2 separate regions of the Mus musculus genome follow, and region 2 is linked to region 1. Evidence: chromatin contacts called from public HiChIP or PLAC-seq data. All regions are on one chromosome and are shown on one strand. Each heading gives the region's core, a stretch centred on a gene start, on an enhancer-like site or on the middle of the called end of the contact. The rest is flanking DNA. Distances are from core to core; before and after follow the strand shown.

Region 1 (7,482 bases), core at 1,613-4,112:
TGTAAAAGAATGAAATCCAAAATGTGTGCAATTTACTATGAAGTGGTTCATAAAATACAGAGTAAAAATAAGGCAAGATGTTAACTGGGAAATACAGATGAAGTATACAGTACTAATGGTACTCTGAATTTACATGTAGATTAGTAAATTTTAAAACAAAAGCTTCGCAGGGACAGGAATCTGAGTTCAAGGATCAGAACCCTGAAGGCTTTTCTGCTTTTTGTTTTTCTACTGGAATCAGGTATTCCCCAGCACTCTGTACTTCTAGCCTAGCACTTAACACATTCATTGCCGGGTTATAATCCTCTCCAGAAACCACTTGGAAGTACAGTTTAGTTCTTTATCTGGTACCTTCTGGGTATTCAGTGTTTGCTGTATGACTGAGGTGGCATGATTACAACCCATAATTGACACCCACTTATTGGCCATAGCTCATTGTACCTCAAGTTTAATCAAGGAAACCATTAAAAGCACTGACCTACCCCATACTATTATAATGGATGTTCACATCAGCACTTAATTCAAAAACTTAACTGTGAATTCTTTTACTTTTAAGTTAAGAATATTAAGCATACCTGCTCGGTATCTTTAATGTCCTTGGAATTGGAGGTCTGGTTTTCTCCCATGACTCCAGGCTGCTCATTTTCCCATGGCAGTTTATTTTTCCCCTTTCCAGCACTTAAAACCCTTCGGGTACAGATAGTTGGACTGTAGGATCCATAAAGTTGCATGCTGTCCCTGGTGTGGTCACCACAGTAGCAGTGTGCACTCTGAGTCCTGTTACCGGACATAAGCCAGTCTGTATCTGCTCCATGTGCCAAATGGCTTGACCTGCCCTGGGCCGAAGACGGCATGAGTATTGCATACTCCACAAATCCCTGTTCTGTTAGCCGTGGAAGAGTTTTTCTGGCCAATCGGGCCTGCACGGCATTCATCACCCCATCGCCATTATCCTGCAATTCAACAGTATCTACAGCTTTAAAAAGAACATTGGTTTTACCTGAGCCCATTGATGATGCCAAAACAGCAAAGGCCTCTAAAGCTGCCTGGCGTACCCTGCGTTTGCTATCCACAAGAGCTGGAGCAAGATCAAAGGACAGTTTGGGTAAGTCAAAATCCTCACTGGGGTAGGTCAGGAGGGAACAGATGCAAATGTTCACTACTTCCTCCCGTACTCTGGAATGCTTATGTTTAAGGTTTTCCAGGAGCAAAGAAAGCACCCGCTGAGGACCCACTTCTTTCATTAGCTTTAGGAAGATTTTCATGTACTCCTGCTTGATCACCAACTTGTTGTCTGCCAGCACTTTCACAGAAGCCGCTATAACTGGTCCCAAGAACTGTTGCACCTGCTCTCCCAGGCGAATGACCAGCAAATGGAGAACTTGAAGTGTGCCATGGACCACTTTGAAATTGGAATCGTCTAGCAAGTTATACAATAAGCTAATGAAACCAACGAGACTAGCATGAGGGGTCGAACTTGGGTTAAATTTTCCCAGCAACTGCTTTAGTTCTTCAACAGCCTGAGTCCTGTTTTTATAATCTTCCTGATCCAACAGTCTTGCATGGAGTTCCTGGGGAATAATCTCAAATTTAAGATTGCTACTGGAAAGATTCACTACACACGGGGCAGCATCTTCAGAAAACCCGGAGGCTTCTAGCTCCAAATAATAAGGAACCTGACTTCCATACTGGGACTCCAGGCGGCGATTGTAGTGCCTCCTCAGTGCAGAAGGCAAACGCGAGATGTAGGAGTGAAACCTCTCTTGACCAAGTCGTTCTCCAATTTGTTGAAGTGAAGAGAAGGCTGTCTCGGATTCTTCTTCCATCTCCTGATCGCCAAGCTTTCGGGCCAGAGATATTATTACTTCAGTGAGATCCAAACCCTGCAACAAATCCTCAGGAGTGAACAAGATAGGGAGCAACAGCGCAGTGGAAGCTCTAAGCCGGGCATCTGGACTTTCCAGGCCTTGGATGAGAGTTCGCAGGACCTGCCCAGAACTACGCCTAAGACAAATATGCAGGATCTGCAGCGCATCTTTCCGTAGGGCAGGGTTATCTTCTCGTAACGAGACAACGAGCTGAGGCAAAAGCGCTAAACTGAAGGCCTCTTCCAGCTGACCCGCCTCGCCCTGACCCCGAAGAACGTCCGAGAGAAGCTGCAAGCAGAGCCTCTTCTCCTCACTGCCGCCTTCCACAAGCACTCGGCCCAGCGCCCGATATAAGGCTTCCTTGCGGCGGGGAAAGCCAAGCCGGCCGCCTCGCCGCGGCAAGGCAGCCTGCAAAGCCTGGAACGCCTCGGAAGGATCCGGTGCGGTGCGCAGGAGTTGAAGAAGCCGAGTCTCCTCCTCATCTCCGCCCGAGAGCCCACTTCCAGGCCCGGACCAGCTAGTTGAAACAGCCTCCGCCGGTAACAGGAGGGTCGAGGCCAGAGGCGACGGCGTCGCGGGGCAGGAGCCATGATCCCCGGCAGCCCCACGGCAGTAATAGTTTTTCTCGCCTCTCATGGTGCCCCCGGATCGACGACCATCAGTCCCTGGGGCGTAAGGACGACAGCGGCTCAGGAGGCGATAGGAACCAGGGGTCGCAGGAGGCGGCAGCGGGAGCAGCTCGGAAGGCGCGGCCGCCATGGAGGGTCGTCAGGTAGCGAGAGCTGGAGGGAACCATTGCCGTCTTGGGAGGGCTGGATGAAGCCCAGCCTTCCAGTTCCTCTCCAAGCCCCGAGCTGCAGAGGAAGAGAAGGAACGGCTCCGGTCAGCTGCCAGGCCGCTCGGGCCTTCCACTCCCGGAGCCAGCCTCCGGCAAAATGGCCCCCGCTGAGCCTGGGACCCCACAGGCGCCACCCGGCGTAACCAGGGCCACCACGTGACCAAACCGAGCGCTTCCATGGTGATGCACCCAGAGCGGACCTCTTGACCCGGAAACCAATCTGCCGCGGTGGATGCTGGGTTATGTAGTCCATGTAAGGACTTAAAGCATAGGCCGAAGATTCCTGGAAGAGGAAGTCTGAACGTAGCCAGAATGAAGAGGCGGGGTCAAGGCCTTAGACGGAAATGACGCTCCCTTGTCCGGGGCGGAAGTTTTCCACCCCACCCATAAGAGTTGAGGTTTGACGGGAGCAAGAGAGGATCCCATCCCGGGTTCCAGTTTTCCGTGGCTCCTCCTCCTGTTGCTGCAGGTGTTATTCCTGGGACTCAGGTATTTTCCTTTTGCTATTATACAGTGGTGCAGGCTTTGGTGGTGTGTTCCCCGAGTGCCCCAGGAGCCAGAATGCGAGGCAAAGAACTGGACCAGAGCAGGCAGAGAGAGACGACATGTTCTGCACAGTGCTGGTTACCATTGTAAACGTTCTACTCACTGCTGTCCAAAATAAGATTCTTTCTACCTGCAGCCTGCTTAGTAGTACAGGAGAACCTAACCGAGGCCAAGCACACAGAGTACTTTTTTAAAAAAGACTTTCTTGTCGTTGGGGACCTTCCTCGCCCCGCCCTCTTCTCCCTTGCCTCCTTTTCCTCTCTTCACCCGCTGGCTATGGAGTGTTAAAGGCTTCTGTCCCTTTTCATTGTCCGCATCACCAAGTTTTCTTATAGATAGGTAGAATCAGTGTTTTCCCCTTTGCATTAAACGGAGTGCTTAAAGCCTTTATCTTTTAACTCCTCTGTGGGACTTTTCCTTTCGCCCCACCTCCACCTTTCCCATCTCCCCTAGGATACTCCAGAGTCTCTGCAGTCTTTCAGTCTCCTGGAGACGGAGATCGCTAGACAATTTCAGTTGTGGTGCAAGTTCTTAGCATTACAGTCCTAAGAGAATTCTGCACAGAGGATTTAGGTTGATAGACATTATTTTAAGCAAAATGAGAATTTGATAGCTGATGAGTGTTTTTTTTTTTTTTGTAAAAGAAACTATAAATAGACTCAGTTCAACTAAGAGTATCTCCTATACGGCCACACCCCTTTGGGGCATGAAAGAGCAACTTTTTTGTGTGTCTGTATTTGAAACATTAATGCTGAATTACTGTATAGCCCAAGCTGGTCTTGAAGTCTTGACCCTCCTATCAGTCTTCTGATTGTTGAGATTACCAGTGTGCACTGTCAAACCAAGCTTGAAAACAGATTTGTTGTTGTTCGGCAGACTTTTAAAAGAAATAATACAATTACTTTTCAGTGAGAAAAGACTGAGTTATAATTTGAAGTTCCAAGCTTATATTCTTCAAATGCAAAAGTATTTCTGTCCCTCTTTGTATTAAATGGATATCTCTCAATTTTTATTTTATTTTATTTTATTATTTTGAGACTGGGTTTTCCTGTCTAGTCCTAGTTGTTCTGAACTCCCTGTGTAGACCAGGCTGGCCTCCAACTTAGAGATCTGCCTGCCTCTGCCTCCCAAGTGTTGGGATTAAAGCCCTGTGCCACCATACCCAGCTATATTATTTTTTGAAATCTTGAAATAATTGAGTCACATGTATCAAAGTGCTTTATAACAATAATTAATACTCCTGGTGATGCAAGTTGAAATTGTATTTATTAGTTTTTATTATAACATAATTAAAATGTTCTTAATTTTTTATTTTGGAAAAAGTATTAATATAAATGAGGCTGTATAACCATGTATCCTGTGCTTTGGTTTAAAGCTTTGGTGGGTTTCTTCACTTTCTTTTATCTTCTGTTTTGTGGTTTGCTGCTGCTGTTCTGTGTTATTTCACTGTCCTGAACACTGAACCGAGGGGCTTTGTTCATGCTGGGAAGTGTTCTGCCACTGAGTGTCGTCCACAGCCTTCATTCATCATTTGGATGTATAAGTAGATCTGCCTGAGTTTGGTTTAACACATGTATTTTAGTAGAAAAACAATAACAGACGTGCTGCTGTCCCCACCCATTTTCTATTTTTAGAGAGAGTAAGGATGGAAATGAAAACCAAGAGATGATTATAATGCTGGTCAGTGAAAAAGAATGAGTACCGGATGGCTGGGTGTAGGTCTTAGAGAGCACTTGCCTAACATGTGCAAGGTTCTGAATTACACCTACACTATTATGGGAGCTTGGAGGGACAGAAAGACAGATTCTCATATCCAACCTCAAAAGCTTACATGCATACTTCTTTTCATGTATGCTGAGACTTCAGGAACCCAGTCCACATGAAAGGGAACAGGAGACTGATGTATACAGTAGAATGTCCACATTAGAATGTCAGTTTATGTTGAAGTAGAAGGTAATTCTTTCTAGTCACCAGAATTTTCAGATTGAAAAATCCAGCAAACTCTTCATGTATCTAAGGACTTAGGAAGCCAAGTTACTAACCAGACTGAGGTTGTGTTGTAATCAGTATCAAAGAAAAGGAACTTAGGAAGTCTTGGATAATGTTTCATTATTGGTTATGGCATAAATATAAGAATTTTCCTTTCCCTCTGCAAAGAACACTACTGAAGAGACATGGATCCATAAATCAAGCAATAGTCCTATTATTTTCCTGCAAGCAAAGCAAAATGAGTCCTCCTTTCTCTCAGGTCCCTGTAGCTCAATGTGTGTTACAGATTGTAATTTATTTATGTCTATTACATTATGGCTTTTAGAAAACTTGGAAAATGCATTAGTTTCATTGTGGCTGTTTGGGGAATTAGACTACACTGTCACCTTTATTAGTACCTTTTAAGATGATCTTATACATAAATCTTATTTAATATATTTTATTTATATCTATTAGAAGTACTTAAGTTTCTTCTAATCTTATTTTTGAAGTCTAGGAGTCCTTTCTGTATTTACTAGAAAAACATTTGTATGTAATAATAGAATTAGATAAAGAACAGGCTTTTCTCTTCTTTTGGTTTTTCAAGACAGAGTTTCTCTGTGTAGCCTTTCCTATTCAAGAACTCACTTTGTAGACCAGGCTGGCCTTAAACTCAGAGATCTGCCTGCCTCTGCCTCCTAAGTGCTGGGAATAAAGGCTTTGCTTTAAAAGAAAAAAAAAGTTTAATAAGATAATAGGAGTGCATTTTTTTGTTGTAAAAGTAAACCTCAGAAATTTGAATAGAAATATTTAGGGCCATACTAAAAGTTGTAAATTTGAGTGCAGCAAATTTTAATGATTTCAAAATATTTTAAACAAAGTTAGCAGATTACAGGAAGGTATACCTCATTCTTTGAGGTGTATTTAAGTAGCGTAAACACTGTTTCTAGAGCCAGAGATAATGAAGTTGTTGGATGAATCACTTTATGTCTTTGTGTGTTCTTACCTAAGTTTTATAGGCATCCTTGAAATAATGGAAATGAAAACTAAATCCTGTAAACTATAAAAACCTGCACAATTTAAGAAGTCTTCATTAATAAGTACAATGTAAATGAGATGTTATCACTATTAAGCAGTAATTGTAGTCCTTTGTTGTGTGTTATCTGCCAAGTACTGTGCTAGCTACTTTGTAAATACTGATCTAATCCTCTCAACAACACCAGGGTTCGCATTTTAAGGATCAGAGGAAGAAAATAAAACTTAAATTAGTCAATTTAACTCTTTGCTTAGAGCTTTTAGAAGTTTGGTAAAAAGGGGGAGGGTGCTAAGACTATCAGATAAAATTTGATTTTTTCCATTATTAATCTTTATATTTTATGTATTATTTGATTATGTATTTTAATCTATTTTTTCTGTGTCTGTTCTGAATCTTACTAGTTGTGTCAGAGCTTTAATAAAGTTAAGAAATTTTTAGTTTTTGTTTTATTTTGTTTTGTTTTTGTTACTTTGTTTTGAGACAGGGTCTCTCTCTATATATATAGCCCTTGCTTTCTGCTGCATATTTCCAAACCCAAGATATAAGGATTCATGTTAGTGACAGGAAGCTAGTTTTACTTTGGTTTCTCTAGGTCTAATAAAAATAGTTGTCAGACGAAATGCAATTTTGCCAATTTATTCTATAGATATGTACTGGTAAAAATATATATTATAATTGGTTAGATTCTACTGTAAGGAAAAATGAACTGTGGGATGAAAATTTAATGACAGCAGTTATGATAAAAATCTGACTTGTTAAATTACATTGGATTTTTTTACGCAGATCTTCTTTTCTATTTCTGTGCTCGACTGTGATCTCTATTTGTATGGGGACAGTTAATTGCCTCCCAGCTGATTTCAGCACCACCTCTTTGTAGCTTAGGTGTCAATTAAGTAGATAGATACTAAACTTGCAACCTGTCCTTTATTATCTTGGTTATAACAACCTAAAAGTATGAACTCTTCTTTTAACATATTATGGGTGTTGGTACAACATGAATATAATTAGAAATGAAGTACAGTGCTGTTACCTTGTTGAAAGTTTGACATTGATACTGTTTGTTCATTATTGACTTGATTAGTTCATAGATACACAATAGATACATAGTACTCATTTGATATTTGTTTTACTTTAGCAGAAGTTTAAAAAAATATGACTATCATGTAGAGGCAACTCAGTGTATCAGATGTACTGTTACACCATCAGTGAAGGGAATATCGTTACCT
Region 2 (7,482 bases), core at 2,038-4,537, 190 kb before region 1:
TGCTACAAATTGTTATTTACAAACATTTAATGTTTGACATAATGATAAAATGTTTGGATATTGACATAAATGTATAAAGTTTGAATAAAACTACTCTAAGATTTCCTAGTACTTCTTCATCTCTACCATGCCTGTTTATACCAGTTAGCATAAGAATTTTAAGCCTGCCTGGTGTGGTGGCACATGCCTTTAGTCCCAGCACTTGGGAGGCAGAGGCAGGTGGATTTCTGAGTTGCAGGCCAGCCTGGTCTACAAAGTGAGTTCCAAGGCTTTTTTGGTTTTGTTTTGGTTTGGTTTGGTTTTTTGAAACAGGGTTTCTCTGTGTAGCCCTGGCTGTCCTGGAACTCACTTGGGAATACATTTTGCATTTTCATCCCCCTAAGTTGCTGTGTTTTCTGTAAGATTCGGTGGTTCAGTGTATATGTTAGGAGTCTCCTCTTCCTTTTGGCTAAGCCATTTTGTATGAGTATTTAAAATGTAGATCCTTCTGGATTACAGGCAAGCCATATAGTACAGCCTCAGTTAAGTTTCTGTATTTTTTTCTTTCTTTCAATATTGTAGTTTTAACAATTGGTGCTTTAAATGGGCTGATTCCTATATAGATGGCTACTTAGAAACCACGAGGATTACATGGGGCTTTTCTTGTAATTCACATTTTCTAATGCTAAATGCTGACTGTAATGCTATGTGCAAATAGTACAAGAAATATTTTTTTATGCTTGATTAGGCAGTCCACCTACAGGAATGGATGATTAAAGTCATCAATAATAATACTGCTATATGTGTAGAAGGAAAGCTGGTGTAAGTATAACATTTAAATGTTCTTTCAATATGATTAAGTTAGCTGTATTTAAGTGATGAGTGACGAATAGCATCTTTCTATAAAACATGTTCTAATGAGGTTATAAACTGAAGGCAAAAGTAAAACATGACATCAGTGCCTTGCTAAAGATGTTTGATGTAAATTACTGATCCATGAAAGGATCAAAATTATTTAAAGTTCCCAGTAGTTACATGTTAATTGACACTTTTGGTTCTCCAAAGTGAACGCATTGTCAGACAGTAGGCTTTAACTCTGGTGCTCTGTTCTATTTCTGAGAACCAGCCTCTCCATAGTAAACAACTTGTGCTGACACAATGTCAATGATCACTGTTTCAAGGCTAAACATATAAGTCTACTAGTAGACTATCTTACAGCCTTATCCCCTTTTTCATGTCTAAAATGCAGCATAAATTGCCTTTGCAGGGATTTCACTAATACTGCTTACTACCAATGTTACTTGAACAAATTAAAATTGCTTCTACTCTACGAGGCTCAACTTCTTCATTAGTACAGTGATAACACTAATATGATTAATACTGTGGGAAGGCTCTTCTTGTTTGGAGAGTGTATCATGTAGCCCAGGCTGGCCGTGGGTACTCTAAGTACAGTATGTACTTGAAGATGACTTTTGATTCATGCTTAGTGCTCAGCTTTGCTGTAGGTAGAGAATTAAGTGAATTAATATTTGCAGTATCAAAGAATAAAGAAACATGCCTTTTAAAGACGCTGTGGGCTGTGGTGGCATACACCTTTAAGCCCTAACAATTCTGGTGGCAGAGGCAGGAGAATCTTTGTGAGTTTGGAGGCAGCTTGATCTACATAGTTCGAAGATAGCAGGGGCTATGTAGAGAGACCATATCTTAAACAACACCAGGACCAAAATAACAACCCAAAAAAACAAACAACAACAACAAAAAAACCTCACACCTCCCCTCAAACCACAATAAAGCAAAAAAAAAGTATTATGGTATAGTGTCATCAGTTTAATCCTAATTTATTTAATTGAGAGAACTTTTTTATAGCATGAGTATGTTTACTATCTGTTATATGAAAAATGCTTTGCACTTAGCTACTAGTTTCATTTAGTGATGTATGAAGAGTAGATTTCTAGGTCAGTGATTTGCTACTTTGTTTTCTCTTAAGTAGACCCTCTTTACAAAATAGAAGGTAAAAATATTGGCCTATGTATTTATATTTTTAAAAATATGAAAAAAAAACCTTTAAAATGAGATAGATGTACTTGACATTTTTGAACATGAAGTAGGCGGGAGGGAGTTGGGTGCACATGTAATCTGTAATCTCAGGTAGTTGGAGGATGTAGAAGTCTAAGGCTATCTTGGGTAGCATCGTAAGACCCAGGAGCCAGCAAGATGGCTCACAGGGCAGAGCCTGCTGCAAGGCTATACAGCCTTAGTTTGGTCCCCAGGTTCCATAAGTTGGTAGTAAAGGACTGATTCCCAGAAGCTATTTCTGGCTCTATATGAATTCCATGGTGTGCACACAAATATGTGGGAAAAAAATCCCAGAAAGACAGTATCTGAATAAACAAAAATAGCATTTCTACAAAAAGCCAACAAAAATGTGAAGGGCCACCAAAATCTTTGAAGGCTTAGGAACTATTAAGCTGAAATGTCAGATGTTGCCATCAGGAAATGTTTGTTGACAGTTTTTCTTTCCTTGCTAATGCTATATCTTATATCAGGTATATAGATTGATTGACCACAGTATAGTTTCTTGGCATAGACTCTGAGGATCACATTAGCCAAGCAGTTGAATTCTGTACTGGTTAGTCCTCAGATGTTTTGTAATTAGATTAATAATGCTGTTATTGTTGTGATAGCTAAGAGTACAGAATGAATACTTCCTTTTTGAAGTGGAGAGTGACATCAAGATTGCATCTCACTATGAAGCCCTCGTTGGCATGGAACTTAGTATGTAGAACAAGCTGGTCTCAAACCTAGAGCACTCCTCCTGCTTTTATATACAAGGTGTTGAGATTACACATAACTGGCTCACACCCAGTCCTTCATTATAAGTTTGTATGCTTCTATGTGTATATACAGTTCCTAGTAAAGTATAAATACTTTGACCTTATTAAACTTATTCTTTTCCCCCCCTAGAGATATGACTGATGTTTATTGGCATAGCAATGTAATTATAGAGCGGATTAAACACAATGAACTTAGGACCTTATCAGGCAACATTTATATCTTAAAAGGATTGATAGACTCGGTCTCCATGAAAGAAGCAGGTAAGTGGGCATCATTATTAGTTAAATCTTTCTATAGCCTCTCCTCTTTCCTAAATAAATCCCAGGATCATAAATTGACCCGACCCCTTGTAGTGTCCCACACAATCACGACTTTTATTACTCATTTCAGTATATGCCTAGTACTGACTCTTCATTACAGTTCAGCTTTGCTTGTCTTATTTCACAAACAAACCAGCTCTCTGTCACAAGGCTTTTCATTTCCTATTTTTAATATTTGGATTCCATTTTCCCATATGACTCATTCCCTCAGGTTCCTATGCCCTGGCTTTCTATGTCAGTAGAATTTCCCTGACTACCTCCTTTTGAAATTGCTGTCTTCTCCTTTTCTCCTATGAATATGTTTAACTACTTTTTCTGTGATATCAATCTAGCAAAGAATTTTACTTTCTGCATTTGCTTCTTCTCTTATATAATAGAAATTCAGTGTGTAATGATGGGGATTTTATTTCCCTAACTAATGGGTCCTCAGTACTCTAGCAGTACTTAGCATATAGTGAATCAGAAGTACACATTTTGCCAGGCATGGTGGCGCACGCCTTTAATCCCAGCACTCAGGAGGCAGAGGCAGGCAGATTTCTGAGTTCGAGGCCAGCCTGGTCTACAGAGTGAGTTCCAGGACAGCCAAGGGCTACACAGAGAAACCCTGTCTCGAAAAACAAACAACAACAACAAGAAAGAAGTACATATTTCTTGACTGACAGTGAATTAGAGAGACCTCTTTAAAAGCCTAGGCTTTTGGATAATTTCATTTTCTATTTTTTAAATTAAAATAATTTTGTATTTGTTTTGCTCATTGTTAAATAGGATATCCCTGTTATCTCACAAGAAAATTTATGTTTGGATTTCCCCACAACTGGAAGGAACACATTGATAAATTTCTAGAACAATTAAGGTAAACTGTCTAAATTTTTAAAAATCAGCTTTTCAAGGTATAAGTTATGGTCCCTAAAATGTACTCATTTTAGATAAAAAAATATACTGTGCCTTTTCAAATTCATGTTTATGTAACCGATGTAATGTGGTTTTGCTGGGTTTTTGTGTTTGTGTGATAGTTTTGAAGATTTTTGTGATTTTAGGGGTTTTAGAAATAATAAACCTTTATTAGACTTTCTGTCATGTTGAGTAAATTGAAAAAGAAAATAAAATTGGAGACACATTTCTAAGGAGAATTCATCAATCGCCTACCCTTTGGATGGCGTGTAGTTGTTAAATATTGGACTGAAATTCTTGATTCGTTTTTCTCCGTTAATTTTCATTAGTTTTTGAGTACCTACCAGGTACTTAGCAGACACTGAGAGAAAAATTTTATAAATTCTTGTTCTTCAGGAGATAGTAGGAGATAGAGAGTTTTAAACTTCATCTGAGTACAGGTATTGTATAATAAGAACTGGTGACTATTTCTTCCTCGAACGTGTCAGGTGGTATTTTTCTGGACATGTTGCTTCTTTTCTCGACCATTTAACTCTGTCTTTTCAACAGAAAAGCAACTGTAGGTAGTGTAAATTGAGCATGGCTGTGTCTCAGTAAAACTTGCTTATAGAACTAGACAACTTCCCAATAGTGCTTTTTAATCCTGGCCTCACATTTACTAGGTAAGTACTTTATTTCTGGACACTCATTGTCATGTAGTTTTCTTAAATAAGATTACATATTTTTGTTTGTTTGTCTTTTAAAAATATTTGCTTTGAGAAGGGTCTCATGTAACAGGTTAACCTCAGTATGTAGCCCAGTCTGGCCTTGAGCTCTGTGATTATCCTGTTGGTGGGGATGCGCTCTTCTCTTCTCTTCTTCTCTTTTCTTTCATCCTTTTTTTAATTGTTGTTGTTGAGAACCAATATTTGAGAAAGCAATAACACAACTATTTTAGGGCTGAAAAAAAGAACAAGACCAGACAGGAAACAGCAAGAGTCCAAGAAAAACAAAAATCAAAAAAAAAAGATGCAGAAGATAAAGAAACTTATGTCCTCCAAAAGGCCAGCATCACGTATGACCTTAATGATAATAGCTTAGGTAGGTCTAAATTTTTCTTTGTTGCTGAAGTGGTAGAGTCTTATATAAACTTAACACTGTTTGTAGTATGTGATGTGTGGTGTGGTGCTCTTTGACTGATTAGGACCTTAAAATTCCTTCTTTTTTATACTTTTTTATACTAAGGTGACTGTGTTGCAGACTGCTGCTTCATCGTTCTTTTTATTTCACGGAGTAAATCTTTATCACAATCCCAACCCCCTGATAAATATATTAATGAAAGATTATATTTAGACTATCACTATCAGCAATCTTGTAGTAGAGACAAGTATCTATATTTGCTTTTATGGAGGAACTTGCATATAAACTCAAGTGGCAAGTGCTTTAAAGGTTGGTAGAATTGTTATGTCAGCTCTTTTTTAACATTATAATCTACCTCTCACACTACCCTACTTTCACAAATAATGTATGAAATAATAGTAAGATGATAAAAGTTACCGAAATCCTTTATGTACATTTCTTGGAATTTTACCTTGACTTTGTAGCTAAGATCTATACAAATTTTTAAAATCTCTGAGAATTGCACATTATTTTTGCTAAAGCTGTGGCACCATGTTAGATGTAAATATACTACATCTCTCTCTAATGGCGTTGTGTCATTTAAACTCTTTCTCCTTGAAACTTATTTATCTTTTCTAGACCAAAGAAAGTAATAATTTAGAAGTGTAAATGATGGCAGACATTTCACTTACCAAAGCTTTAGCTCTTTCTCAATCCTTTCTTTTTACAAAAGTCATCAAGTTTTCTTAACTTTGGCTGGTTGCTTATTATCATTTCTAGAACATTTTGAATCTTCTAGAATCCTGGGACTATTATTACTTGCTATTACCTCTACCCTACTGCCTGTTTTACTCCAAAATGAAAAATAACACTGGGTCACTTTTTTAGAGAAGTAATCTGACTTGTAACTATGATTATTGAAAATGTTATAGAAAAACACGTGACATGTAGGATGGAATACACATTTAAAAGATTAAAGTTTGCTACACTATATACTATGCTATCTATGCACATAAGAAGAACCAAATGACTTTAAAGCATCTTCTGTGAACCTTGCTTCATGCTAAAAATTTAGGGATGAATACGGCTTGGCATCTCCTTTTAGCAAGTGCTGTTTAAGGGTACATACTATATTATAATTGTATCCTCTTTCTAAGATGATGCACTGTATCTTGTTTTATGATACTTTTAGATATTAATTATGTTTTGAAGTTTTAGGTGTTGCATTATCATACTCTGATTAGTGATGCTTTAGTGATTATTTTTGTCATCATCAGTATATTATTATACTTTCTTTGAGAAAATAACAAAAATCCCTGCTAGAAAGATGGCTCAGTGGCTAAGAGCATGAACTGCTCTTGCTGAGCACCTGCTTTTGTTCAGTTCCCAGCACCCTTATAGTGCTCACAGATGCCTGAGTCTCTAGCTCCAGAAATCCAACATCCTTTTCTGGCCTCTGCAGGCATTACATGTGCACAAATCCATATATACATATCTAACATTAATCAATAAGGTTATAAAAATAACCTTAAAAATGCCAACCATAACATGACTGTATTTTAATTATCTAACATGTAATTTTTCATATTTAGTGCTGTAACCATTATATCATAGTAATGAAGTTTAAAAACTACCTCTAAAAAAAAACTATCTCTGTATTATCTAAGCATATTATAAAGGATCTATTAGAATATCAGCTTCCTATACTATACAGTAATCTCCAGGATGAGGCCATCCATGTTGTGTCTTACAGTTCCTAAAAGAGTAATAAAATACGTTTAAGGCCAGGTATTCTGGCACATACTTGTAGTCCTAGCACTTAGGACAATGAAGCAGGAATTACAATTTGGAATTTTAAGGACAGCCTGGTCTATAGAGTAAAACCCAATCTTGAAAAGCAATAGTAAGCCAGGTGGTGGTGGCGCACGCCTTTAATCTCAGCACTTGGGAGGCAGAGGCAGGCGGATTTCTGAGTTCGAGGCCAGCCTGGTGTACAGAGTTGAGACAGACTGGTAATGGTGTGAGTTTTTGAAACCTCAAAGCCTGCTCCTCAGTGTCACACTTCCTACAGTACAGTCAACCTCCTAATCCTTCCCAGACAGCTCCACAGACTTGGAACCAAGGATTCAACCATGTGAGCCTATGGCGAACATTCTCGTTCAAATCACTACAATAAGCATACATAGGAATTACCGCACTTAGAATTCCAGGTAGATTTGCTTCTGCATTCTCCATTTTTTTAGATCAGACTGCTGATCTCATTTGCTTTCTTCACATATGTATAAGATGCTCGAATAGATATCAAGTTCTGTAGCTTTAATTATTTCCCATGATAATTCTTGGAGATTAGGAGAGATTT

Evidence for each region. HiChIP or PLAC-seq counts read pairs in DNA pulled down with a chosen protein or histone mark.
Region 2: an H3K4me3 HiChIP or PLAC-seq map of bone marrow-derived macrophages shows a contact between it and region 1, with 4 times the contacts expected there. The contact joins the enhancer-like site here to the promoter of Togaram1 in region 1. A contact is called at or near these places in 4 of 39 promoter capture datasets (the C10 cell line, the HPC-7 cell line, hematopoietic stem and progenitor cells and 1 more), 17 of 484 Hi-C or Micro-C datasets (CD4 T cells, CD8 T cells, the G1E-ER4 cell line and 13 more), 7 of 115 datasets of contacts at active chromatin or transcription factors (the 230-238 cell line, the SCID.adh cell line, bone marrow-derived macrophages and 3 more) and 3 of 9 other capture datasets (adipose tissue, liver and pancreatic islet).

What each region holds. Positions count from the first base shown.
Region 1 is chr12:64,961,122-64,968,603 of GRCm38.p6, reverse strand. Togaram1 (TOG array regulator of axonemal microtubules 1) reads right to left here and starts at 2,862. Exons shown (of 20, transcript NM_177805.3): 1 at 576-2,862. The coding sequence starts at 2,627. It overlaps Klhl28 (kelch-like 28), which reads left to right and starts at 3,068. Exons shown (of 5, transcript NM_025707.3): 1 at 3,068-3,195.
Region 2 is chr12:65,150,311-65,157,792 of GRCm38.p6, reverse strand. Mis18bp1 (MIS18 binding protein 1) reads left to right here. Exons shown (of 14, transcript NM_172578.2): 4 at 728-801; 5 at 2,944-3,074; 6 at 3,900-3,987; 7 at 4,963-5,105. Among named protein-coding and RNA genes, the nearest start is that of Mis18bp1, 19 kb to the left of the region's middle. Within about 2 kb of position 3,287, at least 5 of the 459 cell types and tissues checked have an H3K27ac peak or open chromatin away from gene starts, as enhancers often do. A contact at or near this core is called in bone marrow-derived macrophages, where this site is marked.